Regions from separate parts of the Rattus norvegicus genome. Here region 2 is linked to region 1. Evidence: chromatin contacts called from public Hi-C data. All regions are on one chromosome and are shown on one strand. The core of a region is the stretch at or near the end of the contact, and the rest is flanking DNA. Distances in the headings are between cores, read along the strand shown. Region 1 has its middle 20 kb from the start of Tmem185b. Region 2 overlaps Epb41l5 (erythrocyte membrane protein band 4.1 like 5).

Region 1 (5,863 bases), core at 755-3,254:
CATGGTGAGGTACTCTGCCACCGAGCTATGTCCCCAGACCCACTGCGCTTGTTCTGTAGAGAGCCTGAGGTCACAGCTACTTCGGTAACCAGTTCTGCTGGTGCTGTAGAGCACAGAGGGCAGCGCTCAGCACAGCTGACTCCCTGGAGCTGGTTTACCTGCCTCCAGCTCTGAGCACAGGAGAGCGCTGCCTGCAGTTCATGTTCTGCAGCTCTAGCAGCCACTCGGGCAGGCAGCACCTCTGGACACTGTGGAGTTGTCCACAGGGCTGCCAGATGAGATTGTGGGTCTCTCTCAGCCGTTACAGTCTTGGTCCTGTTATTTAATCCGTCTTTTGGCCATCCAGTTGACTGGAAACCTTCATACATGTATACAATAAAGAATGTGGGTCATAGATCACTGATGCTTCTTTTCAGGAAATAAATAAACTTGGGTTTGGATGGTCAGAATGGACAAGAAACCTTCCTGTGTTGCCAGCTTCAGGACTTGGTTTGCACTGTGGGAACTTGTCCTGAGCTGTGCTCCGCTGTGCGAACTTGTTGGGGCCGCTTCTCTGCCTCCTTATTGCACTGTTGGGAGTGATGTCCACTAATGCTCAGGATTCCTTCTTACGTGTGTGTGTATGTGTGTGTGTGTGTGTGTGTGTGTGTGTGTGTGTGTGTATCTGTGTGTGTGTATCTGTGTGTGTGTATCTGTGTCTGTGTCTGTCCGTGTGTATGTATCTGTGTGTGTGCATCAGTGTGTGTATCTGTGTCTGTGTGTGTATCTGTGTGTGTGTGTGTATCTGTGTCTGTGTGTGTGTGTGTGTATCTGTGTCTGTGTGTGTGTATCTGTGTCTGTGTGTGTGTATCTGTGTGTATGTGTGTGTGTATCTGTGTGTGTGTATGTGAGTGTATCTGTGTCTGTGTGTATCTGTATCTGTGTCTGTATGTGTGTATCTGTATCTGTGTCTGTCTGTGTGTGTGTATCTGTGTGTGTGTGTTTTCATGGAACTCTGTATTCTTTCTGTTTTCACATCTGGATACAATAGATGGTTATGAGGACTCACCAGCTATTTTGTGTTTACTTTTTCTAGTTGTTAAGCTCTGCAGTAGCTTTGGAACTGTAATTTATTTTTGTATCACGTGCACTATATTCAGTGACTTCCTGTTGTATGTGGCCTGTATAAGAAGCACTGCACTGAACTGTGAGTTGTCTATACACTGAACAAGAACTCTAGATATGACCCACTCCAATAAAACTCCACAGATGTTCATGTTTTATGTGCTGTTTCTTGAGCATGAATGGCCCTGGCTAAATTGTTAAGTCCGAGCCACCATTAGAAGTGACCAGATGGAGTGAGTTGCTGCACTGACACAGTTGGGATTCCTGTCAGTGTGGGTGTAGGAGATTGGGAGTGGAAATGTTTCCAAAGACCAAAACCCTCACTGGTGGCTGGGGAGATACCTCCGTGGGTAAAGCACTTGCTGCACGAGTATGAAGACCTGAGTTCAGATCCCCAGAGCCTGTGTAAAACCAGACACAGTAGCACACCTATAATCCCAGCACTCCTGCAATGGGGGATGCAGAGGCAGAAGAATCACCTGAAACTCACGGGCCCCTTTGCAGAGATAAACGAGAGACCCTGCCTCAATGGATGGCCAGAATCTCCACATAAGGCTGTCCTCTGACCTCCATATGCATGTTTCTGCACTTACACACGTGAACATGCACACAGCACAAAGTTTTTGAAGGCATTGGTCAGCGCACAGTACAGTACATACCTGTAATCCCTCCCAGCACTGTCGGAGTGTCAGCATAGACTAGAGCAACACTGTCTCAAACTGAAAAACTCTGACTGGTCATACGTAAGCTACCCTGGAAGGCCACGGTGTCATGGAAGGCCACGGCGTCATGCTGGGGAACACAGAATAGTATATACATATCTGGGACTTGAGTGCACACTGCTTACTACCCACAGGCATAGAGTTAGTCACCTCAGACTACCGTGTCAGTATTATCCTGAAAGGACCCATGCAGTATGACTCTGCCTCCACCTTCTGTTCCCCAATCCCTTCTGTGAACAGCATGACTGTCCAGGTCATTTGTCAGGCTTCTCCTGGTAGCAAGGCAGCAAGGCTTCCAGGAAAGTCAGACCTTTCTCCCATCCCCTCCTTTTCCTGGAGAAAGGTGGGCTTTGCTCAGCCTTCACCTGTGCTGGAAACTAAAGAAAATGCCTGACAATAAGTAACAAAAGCCATTCTGACATAAGCAGGACAACCCATGGGAAAAGTGAATTGTTCTCCAGAGCCACAGGAAGCTGTCGTGGACAGAAACGAAGTGGGTGTTGGTGCTGACAGGTTTCCACCCAGCTGTTCTGACTCAGAGGGTGGGGCCCCTGCCCAGGCTGCACTTCCCTGAAAGCTCCAAAACACCCCAAGTACCAGGTGGGCTTCTGAGGCCTGCACTCGGCAAGCCTGCATGTGCTGAGGTAGCAGATCCTGGGTCAGTTACAGTCAAGGCCCCGACGGGTCAGACTAGAGGAACTCGGGATGCTCTGTTCGTCAACAACAGGGAGCACAAATGTCCTAGGCCAGAGTAAGTCTAGCTCATGCTCCTAGGCTCGCACGGTGCTGGGGGGAAGAAACAGGATGAGCTGTCCTGGCTCCTCGGGATAGTTGAGCATTTACCCAGCACAAAGTCTGGAGTTCACTACCATTCATCCAGGCATGAAAATGAGCTCACTTAACCCCAACATGGGAGGGAGGAGCAGAAGCATCAGGAGCTCGAGTCATCCTTGACCACATAAGGACTTTAAGGCTAGCTTGGGCTACATGAGAGTGACACACACCCCCTCCACCCCCATGCACAAACTAAAGAAAGATGACCTGTTCGGGATCCTCAGTGTATAGATAGGAAACAGCCCCAAAGAGCGACAGGGACTTGTCTCAAGCTTGTGGCCCAGATCTTGAGACTCCAGGGCACTGACTCACTGCTGTCTGGTTCTTGTCTGCTTCCATTGCTACTGCTTGTTGTCTTGAAACAGAGCTGCAGCTAAGAATCATGGCTCCGTTGCTGCTCCACAGAGTCCCTTCCTGTGGGGATCTGGGATCCCCGCAGGGAGAGTTTATCATTGTTAAAACAAAGCAAACATCCACACACAGGTCAGGGATGTGTGTTCATGTGCCTTCCTTTTGGGTTCCTCCTCTCTCCTGAGTACAGCCAGCACTTCTGACCACCATATGTTCTCTCCCCTGGCATGCTCCCCAATCCCCCAATGTACTGTTTCTTTAAGAGTTCTAGGTAGCCAAGTACTTTAATTCCAGCACTCAGAAGACAGAAGTAGGCTGGTCTCTGAGTTTGAGGCCAACAAGTTTCAGGACTACATAGACCCTGTCTCAAAAAACAGAGGAGGTGGGGTGGAGGGGACACAGAGGAAGAGAAGCATCCATTTTCTGAGAGGCCCTACCAGCAGCTGACTGAAACAAATGCAGATCCTTACAGCCAACCACTGGACTGAGGTTGAGGACCCCTATGGAAGAGTTAGGGGACACCTGAAAGGAGCTGAAGGAGATGACAACCCCATAGGAAGAACAACCAACCTGCAGCCTTCAGAGCCACCAACCTGAAGAGCCTAATCCTGGGGAGACTTGATTCCCCAGGGAATGAGGGTACTAGGAGAGAGGGGTGCACCTTCTCAGAGCCAGAGGGGAGAAGGTGAAGAACTCGGGGGGGGGGGGAAGGGGGCAACATTTGTAATGTAAATAAATAAAATAATAAAAAACACAAGTTAATCTAGAAAATTACACACACACACACACACACACACACACACACACACACACACAAATGGTCTAGTGCTCAAGACCAGCCAGAAACTTACTGTAGCTCACTATGATGATCTTGAATTCCTGATTGTCCTGTCTCCATCTCTCAAGTGCTGGGAATAAAGATGTGCACCATCTTACCCAGTTTTATGATGCCTGGGATTGAACCAGGTATTCTACAAGCTCCACCCCCAGCTTGCTCCTGGCTGGAAATTCTGTTTCAAGTTACAGACCTACAAATCTGGACAAATGGGAGGTCTGCCACATAATTTCACACACTTCCTGATCTCTAGGGACCTTAGGCTGGCGGTACTGATCATTCGGCATAACTGTCAGGTGAGCCAGAGAGTCAGAGGGGTCTGCTGTTCAGAGAAATCCAGTATGAAAGAACTGCTCTCCATCAGCAGAAAGCGCAGAGAGGCTGAAGAAAAGCAGACAGATCCAGGAGTATTGGGTGCAATTTCATTTGGGCTCAGAGAAGCCTGGCCCAGAGCAGCAACTGGACTGTTGGATCCCTGAAACTCAAGTCAGAAGATGAAACTGGAATGTTCTTAGTTTATCTCAAGCTGTTATCAAGGGTGCCAGGCACATTCCTGATGCCGACAGGACTAGAGTCTGGCTACAGAATTCCACACACCACCCTAGGGGTTTTGTTTATCTGTATCAGTGGTTCTCAACCTGTGGGACATGACCCCCTTTATGGGTTGCAAAGCAGATATCCTGCGTGTCAGATACATTACAATTCACAACAGCAAAATTACAGTTTTTGAGGTAGCAACGAGATAATTTTATGGTTGGAGGTCATCACAACACGAGGAACTGTATTAAAGGGCTGCAGCGTTGGGAAGGTTGAGAACCCCTGCTCTAGAGTATGCTGAGAGACCGCAGAAGGGGGAACCATGGTGTTACTCAGAAGCCAACGTGACAATTCAGCATGGCTGCATCAAGTCAAACTGGGTCCCTGCACAGTTTTCAGAGTATAAAGTCCATGGCTAAGAATGCGAAGTCCCATGACATTTGGAAACCAGCCATTTAGAATATTGCAGAACTACAGAACATGGCTAAACCCTGTTGAAACCTTGTTCACCGTTCCCTTCTGCCTGGCCCGTGTCACATGGGGGTGCTTATAATGACACCTGCTTCACAGAGTGGTAAAGACTGAGTGCGTGCTGCAGAGACGGCTACACACAAAGCAGGATGGTGGCTCATGAGGGCCCGAGTCGGAATCACCAGCAACCAGTTAGCTGGGTGTGTGCATGGTGTGTGCATGTAACTTCAACGCTGGGAAGAAGTGCACGAGAAGGTCCGTGGGGCTTGCTGTCCAGCCAGTCTAGTGAAGTAGTAAGCTCTGGGTTCAGTGACAAACTCTCTCTCAACAAATAGGGAATAAGTTGACTTCTGACCTCCACACACAGACAAGTGCGTACACGTAGACCCACGCTGTAGTGGCTTGACTGAGACATCCCCTACAATGTCAAGCATCTAAATACTTGGTCCCCAGTTGAAAGTCCCTGTTTAGGGAGGCATTGGAGGTGGGACCTTGCTGGAGGAGATGTGTCACTGGGGGTGGGTTTTGAGGGTTTAAAGACATGGCCAGTTTGTGAGTTTGTGCTCTCTGCTTTCCGCTTGAGATTTGAGATGTGAGCCCTCAGCTGTTTCTGCCACCATGCTGCCACAATTCTCTGCCATGGTAGGCCCCCAACCGTCTGGAACTGTAGGCCCAAACAGACCTTTCTATAAACTGCTTTGGTCATGGGGTTTTGTTTTAATATTTACTTTTTTATTTAATGTATACCAATGCTATATGTACATATACACCTTTGTGTCAGAAGAGGGCATCAAACCACATTGTAGATGGTTGTGAGCCACCATGTGGTTGCTGGGAATTGAACTCATGACCAGTGCCCTTAACCGCTGAGGCATCTCTCCAGCCCTTGTCCATGGTGTTTTATTACAGCACCAGAAGTTCGTACCAGAGAGTGGGCTGTGATAGACCTCACCATGCTGGGTTTTATTTTGTTTTTGATCAATGTGGAAGGCTTTGGACCTCAGAACTG
Region 2 (6,219 bases), core at 3,583-6,082, 56 kb before region 1:
GATAATCACAGAAAAGGTACCTGGAATTGGGACTGAAGATATAGCCCATTGGTAGAGTGCTTGCCTAATGCGTGTAAGGCCTGAAGTTTAATCCACAGGACTGCAAAAGATGAACTATGGAAATGTTGAGGAAAGGAGAGGGTGCTTCCCTGATAGCATGGGCATTTTCTTCCGTTTTAATAGGTGATATATAGGTATTTGTATAGATGATATATATGTTTAGAAGAAATCCTATATTATTGTTACATATTTCACCAAAGCCTAGAGAATAAAAAAGTATTTGGATAAAGAGAAAATTATCCAAAACTATTGATGGTAGTAGTTCCCTTCAGCATGCTTCACGGGATAATATGAGTGTAGACATTTACCTGTGTGTCTGGTTGCCTCATACTGTTTTCCTGTTGACTTGCTTCAATTATTTTAGTGGAAAAACAGAGTATCAGACCACAAAAACTAATAAAGCAAGAAGATCGACCTCATTTGAAAGAAGGCCCAGCAAGCGATATTCCCGACGGACCCTGCAAGTGAAAGGTGAAGTGTGGCCCTGCTCCACAGGCTCGTCCCTCCTTGCCCGTCTTCATGTACTCCACTTCCTGTTTGCTGGGAGGAAGCTGCCCGGGTCTTCTCAAGTCTGTTTTAGATAACTGAAAATATCTTTGTAGGGCTTTCCTAAGCTGCTTATAATGGCCCCTGTATTTGGCTGAGGTTAAACTCAGTAGCAATCTCAGTGCAGATGCTCTGGGCAGTGTTGCACTTAGCGTATCTACACTAGGGTGGTGTTTTCTCTCTCGTGCCTTTCCAATCTCGTGATGAAATGCCAGTTGATCCTCTTGGATATTTTTTAATATTAGCGTGTAATGAATACATTTAAATTTTTTTACTTGTATATGTGTACCTATGCACACATGGAAACATGCATGTGTGGCGTTTGATGTCCCCTATGAAGGCCAGTTGTGAGCTGCCTGGTTTGGGTACTGAGACTTGAGACAAGACCTCAGGAGGAGCAGCAAGTACTCTTAACCACTAAGCCATCCCTCCCGGCCCAAAGAAGTTTTCAATAAGAATTTTTCTCTGTTAGGCTGGTTAGGTGGCTTACGAGGTAAGTGCCCTGAGCTGCCAAGTCTAATGACCTGAGTCATTCTCCAAGACCTACAGAATGAAAGGAATTATTTTTTATGCACACCTACGCACATATGCACACACCATGATATGTGTTTTCACACAAAAGACACAGACAATAAGGCAATATAAGTGAGTAAATGAAAGCTGGGTGTGATGGTGTATGCCTTTAATCCCACACTCCGGAAGGAGAGGCAGACAGATCTGTCAGATACCAGCCTGGTCTACAAAGGTACTTTCGCGGTTTGTTTGTTTATTTGTTTGCTTGTTTTTAACAAAGTTACTTTCAGGACAGCTGGGACTGTTACACAGAGAAACCCTCTCTTGGAAAAACAAATAATATAAAATAAAGATGAGTAAATGATATTGTTCCATATTACAATTTACTAATGAGAAATCTCACTAAATAAAATTTTATCAATGTCTGTCATGCATAGATATTTACAAATTCATAAGTGCTGTCTGGCACTTAAGAGATTTCAACTGTGTAAGAAGTGCATAGTTAACATTATACATAAATTAAAGCGTATGTTTGGTTTCTAAAATACAAATGAATTTAAGCATGTCTACGTCAGGTCGTTAGCACCACTCACGACACATCTGCCGCGAGCTGTCTCTCTAGCAGTGGTTTTTAAATTCATGTTTTTGCCTTATCTATACTCAGTTTTTGTTGTGGTTGTGAATTTAAATATATGATTCTGAGTTAAATAATTCCGTGATGGTTTAAAGCCTTATTATCTCATCCTTCTACTGACAGAACTCAGAATCAGTTGCCATGGTCCAGGAGACTTAGAGAAAGTCAGTTTGTTTAAAAGACAGATGTGGCTGGCAGCCGAGCTCATGAGTGCAGTTTCTCGTCACTGAGCCTGACCTGAGTTTGACCTGCAGGGCCCAGGCCATTTCAGCAAAAGAAAATGGACTCCCACGAGTTGTTTTTTGATCTTACACATGCTCTGTGACACTGACGTGCAAACACAGAAAGACATTTTTAATGGAATTTTAAGACGAATAGATGTTGGGCTGCAGAGATGATTCAGCAGTTAGAAGCAGATGCGCTCCTCCAGAGGGTCTTAGCCTGTGTCCGATGAGTCACTGTCGCCTGGAGCTCCAGCTCAGGGGAATCTTACCCCTTTGCTCTCAGGCACCTGCCCATACACACGCACTCACATACACAAGCTTCTAAATAAAATAAATGTGAACGTAGAGTAGGGTGCTGGAAAGATGGATGACTTAGTAGTTAAGAGAGCATACGGCTTTTGCAGAAGACCTGAATTCGGTTCCAGCACCCATATCAAGTGGCTCACAGGCGCTTATAACTCCAGCTCCAAGGGATCTGATGCTGCCTTTGGAACTCCAGGTACACTGCGCTCGTGTGCACCTACCCACACACACACACACTCAGGCCCACGGCAGTAAATAAGAGAACAGACACTGGCGGTGGTTGCTGCTGTTGGCCTTACTGGCCAGGCCTGCGCACAGCCTGTGGTCGAGAAGTAAGTTTTTACAGAGCACTTAGTCAAGGTCTTACTTTAAATAGCACAGCAATTTGTCATTCAGACTGGACTAATAAGATGTTACCTTTTCTCTTTGCCAGCAAGCACAGCAAAGCCTGACGATCTTGGGTAAGTAATGCCTTGCAGTGTCGGAACTAAGAAGATATATATAGATAGATAGATATGGTTGCAGTTAAGCGAATATTTCTTGAAAACCTCAAGAAATGTCAAATTTTCACAGGCATTAGGATTATAGGGAACAAATAAACACCAGATAGAATTAACGTTCAGGAGAATTAAGCTATTTACAGAAGTAGAATAGGGTAGCTATGTTATTCATAATGAGAATGTCAAAGAAGAAAGGTGGGTTTCTAGGTAAAAGCGATTTACTCTAGGCAGAATCCAGTCGTTGTATATAGTTTCTACCCCTGTATTACTAGATTTAGCTGCTGGTATTAGTGTCTGTGTGTCTGTGTTCATTAGAGGTCTTGTTCTATGCTTTTCTTAGACTATTTTTTTTTTTTGCCAGTTTTGGTATGAGGGCAATTCATACGAAGGCAAATGAGTCCTAATTTTTGCAAAGAATTTGTAAGGACTTGATCTGAATTCTTTCTTAGCACTGTAATGGTATTTATTAATCTTTTGTTAGCTTTTAAAATTCTTAATCTGGTCACCTTCTGTAGACATTGAGATTTTTTTTTTCTTTTTTTTTTTTTCTTTTTTTTTTTTTACCCCATCAGTCAGGTTGGGAATGTGGAAAATTAGTCCCTTTTTTCTGTCTTAATACCTTGGAATGTAGTTCATATTTTATCATGTTGTTTCTCTAAGATCTTTTGCTTTGCCTGATTCCTTTCTAATTTAAACTGATTTCTTCCCTTTTTTTCTTAGTTCAGTTGAAGATTGTCAGTTTGTTAGCCTTCAATTGATTTTTGCTCTAATATTTCTACTTGTTACTTAAGATTAGTTTGCTCTAGCTGCTTCCTCCTCTTCCTGGGTTCTCGTCTGTTACCCAGGGCCTAATGCGGCCAGCTGGGAGAGTGCTCTACAGCAGCCACCTCAGACCGCGGCTGTGTTGTTACTTTCTGTTGGTTTGTGAGACAGATTCTCACTTAGCAGCCTTGGCTGGCCTAGAGTTTAGTTGTTTTGAAGCCAGGTCTTAAGTGTGATCTTAAATGTGTGGTCTTTCTGCCTTCGCTCAGGGCTCAGCATTGGAAGGATGCACTGCACCAGCTGACTTGTCCTTTCGATGTCTTCTTAAAGTGGGTTTAGGACTTGCTGTGTACCCTACACTAAATTACTCTGTCCTGCTGATTCAGCCTTTCTACTGGTGGGCTTACAGGCTTATATGCCCAGTATAAAGTCTTTTATTTTATTTTATTTATTTATTTATTTTTGAGCTGGGGACCGAACCCAGGGCTTTGCGCTTCCTAGGTAAGCGCTCTACCACTGAGCTAAATCCCCAGCCCAAGTCTTTAATTTTTTAAGTAACAATTCCAGCTGTAAAGTTCCCCTTGAGCACTATTTAATTGCATTTTGTAAATCTTAGTGTGCTTTGTTTGCATTTTGGGGGTTTGTCCCACTTGATTTTCAGAAACAATTATGTATTATTGGTGTCTCCCACATGCTTATTAAACAATCAGATTCAAAGCTGGGTGTGCTGGCACACAAGCCTTTAATCCCTGCACTTAGGATCCAGAGGCAGGTGGATCTGGATCTCCATGAGTCTGGGGCCAGCCTGTTCATATAGCAAGACCTGGTCTCAAAAAGGACAGCAGCAGCAGCAGTAGTAGTAACAATAATAATAAGAAGAAAACAATAGTAATAATAATAACAACAACAACAACAACAAGAAAGTGGTAATGGTGGTGGTGGTGGTGGTGGTGGTGGTGGTGGTGGTGGTGGTGGTGATGATGATGATGATGATACAAATCAGATTCAGGCCAATACCTATAAACATACCTTTGTGTGGGTTGTAACTGGATGAGCCTGTCTGTCTGTCTATCTGACTTAGGACTTCTCCAAAAGAGGTTTGTTATTTTAAGGTACTGAGTAGTCAACTTTACCTTTAAAAGAAATTTTTATTACATTTGCTTGTTTATTGTGTTTAAGTTTATTATACTTCCAGCTTCTGAATTGTCTTCCTCAGTTTTATTCACTTGAAGCTGTTCAAGCTGGGTTGTGATCAGTGATCCATTACAGAAAGACTCTGCTGCTGTGAACAAGGACTCTTAAGCCTTTCTGGGCACTCTACCTCCCTTCCCCCCTTCTCCTCCCAGCTAAGCTATTTCAAAGCTGTGCTTGTAAGGAAATTGGGAAGTAATGTAATCTTTGTGGTTTTTAATGTCGTTGCTTATTAGTAGGTCATGTCTTGCTTTGACCTTACAGATGGGCCAGGAAAGAAGTAGGAATAGGAAGAAAGCATTTAAGCAGTGATGTGATACTGAATTGTTAAGTTTTATTTGCAAAGTAAAAAGCCCCTCCTGTAAGATGTACTGAAGTACAAATTTTTAATCAGAGCATAATGAAAATAAGCATGGTCCCTTTCTTGATTAGTTTCACATTAGTGGATAAATGCCATTGTCTCTTCATTGGTGGTGCTTTTGACTCTAGAAGACCACAGAAACAGGCCACTTAAGAAATGGTAGTCCTGGGGTTGGGGATTAGCTCAGTGGTAGAGTGCTTGCCTAGCAAGCGCAAGGCCCTGGGTTCGGTCCCCAGCTCAGAAAAAAAGAAAAAAGAAATGGTAGCCCTTTGGAGGGAGGAAAGGGAAGGGAGACATGATATAATTGTGTTTTAATCTCAAAAATTACACAAAACAAAGTTCAGTGGCTCACAGCCCCAGGTGATCTGAGTTGGCTTCCAAGGACACAGTTACATGCATGTACTCACACACAGACACATCCACAGACACATAAATAAACCTGGATATGGGCTTTCAGAAGTTAAAGGATGAGAGAGCGCCATCCCTCCTGAAGTAACCTCATACAGTACTCTGGAAAACCCGAGTTCATATTGGCATCCATGCCCTCTGTTCTTGCCCTTGCCTCTGTTTGCATGAATGGTTTTGCTCCAGTGGACCATGGAGAACAGAGCCTTTTTTATAGGGTACAACTATTTGACCTAGAAGTTTCTTGACTTTGTACTCTGCTCTCTCATAGAGTATACCGGTTTGAGTAGCAGGTTTATAAGTCTCTTTTTTCTTGTTATATTTTTCCTTCTTGTGAACTTGAACTAAAAGTACATTAAGAAAAGGCAGTGTTTTAAAGGATAGTTGATGCTTTGGGTTACAAATACAGTTTTCTCCTGAGTGGTGAGACTGTAGGCATATGCCTGCATATGTACCTGGGTTAGAGCATCTCTGAGACAGGGAAGGGGAAGGAGATTAAGTAAGTGCTGTACATGAGCAAAAAAGGGTCAGATATTACATGTGGTATTTTATACAGAGGCTCTTCTCTAAGTTGCTCTAAATATACATTTTTGATCAGAAATCAAGTTACTAGTAAGTATTTTAGATTAACATCAGTTGTCTCTTCATCACTGCTGCTTAGTTTCTACCAGTGAGCTACATCTCAAGCCCTGTCTTTTAGTTATTAAGTTCATATTATTC

Evidence for each region. Hi-C and Micro-C count contacts between places; a contact is called where the count stands out from the background.
Region 2: a contact with region 1 is called in a Hi-C map of kidney, with 3 times the contacts expected there. The contact joins two enhancer-like sites. A contact is called at or near these places in 3 of 12 Hi-C or Micro-C datasets (hepatocytes, kidney and liver).

Annotation. Positions count from the first base shown.
Region 1 is chr13:33,217,097-33,222,959 of GRCr8, reverse strand. It overlaps a transcript of Epb41l5 not described here. Among named protein-coding and RNA genes, the nearest start is that of Tmem185b, 20 kb to the right of the region's middle. Within about 2 kb of position 2,004, at least 7 of the 93 cell types and tissues checked have an H3K27ac peak or open chromatin away from gene starts, as enhancers often do. A contact at or near this core is called in kidney, where this site is marked.
Region 2 is chr13:33,275,459-33,281,677 of GRCr8, reverse strand. It overlaps Epb41l5 (erythrocyte membrane protein band 4.1 like 5), which reads left to right. Exons shown (of 25, transcript NM_001401160.1): 13 at 425-531; 14 at 2,714-2,741. Among named protein-coding and RNA genes, the nearest start is that of Epb41l5, 43 kb to the left of the region's middle. Within about 2 kb of position 4,832, at least 3 of the 93 cell types and tissues checked have an H3K27ac peak or open chromatin away from gene starts, as enhancers often do. A contact at or near this core is called in kidney, where this site is marked.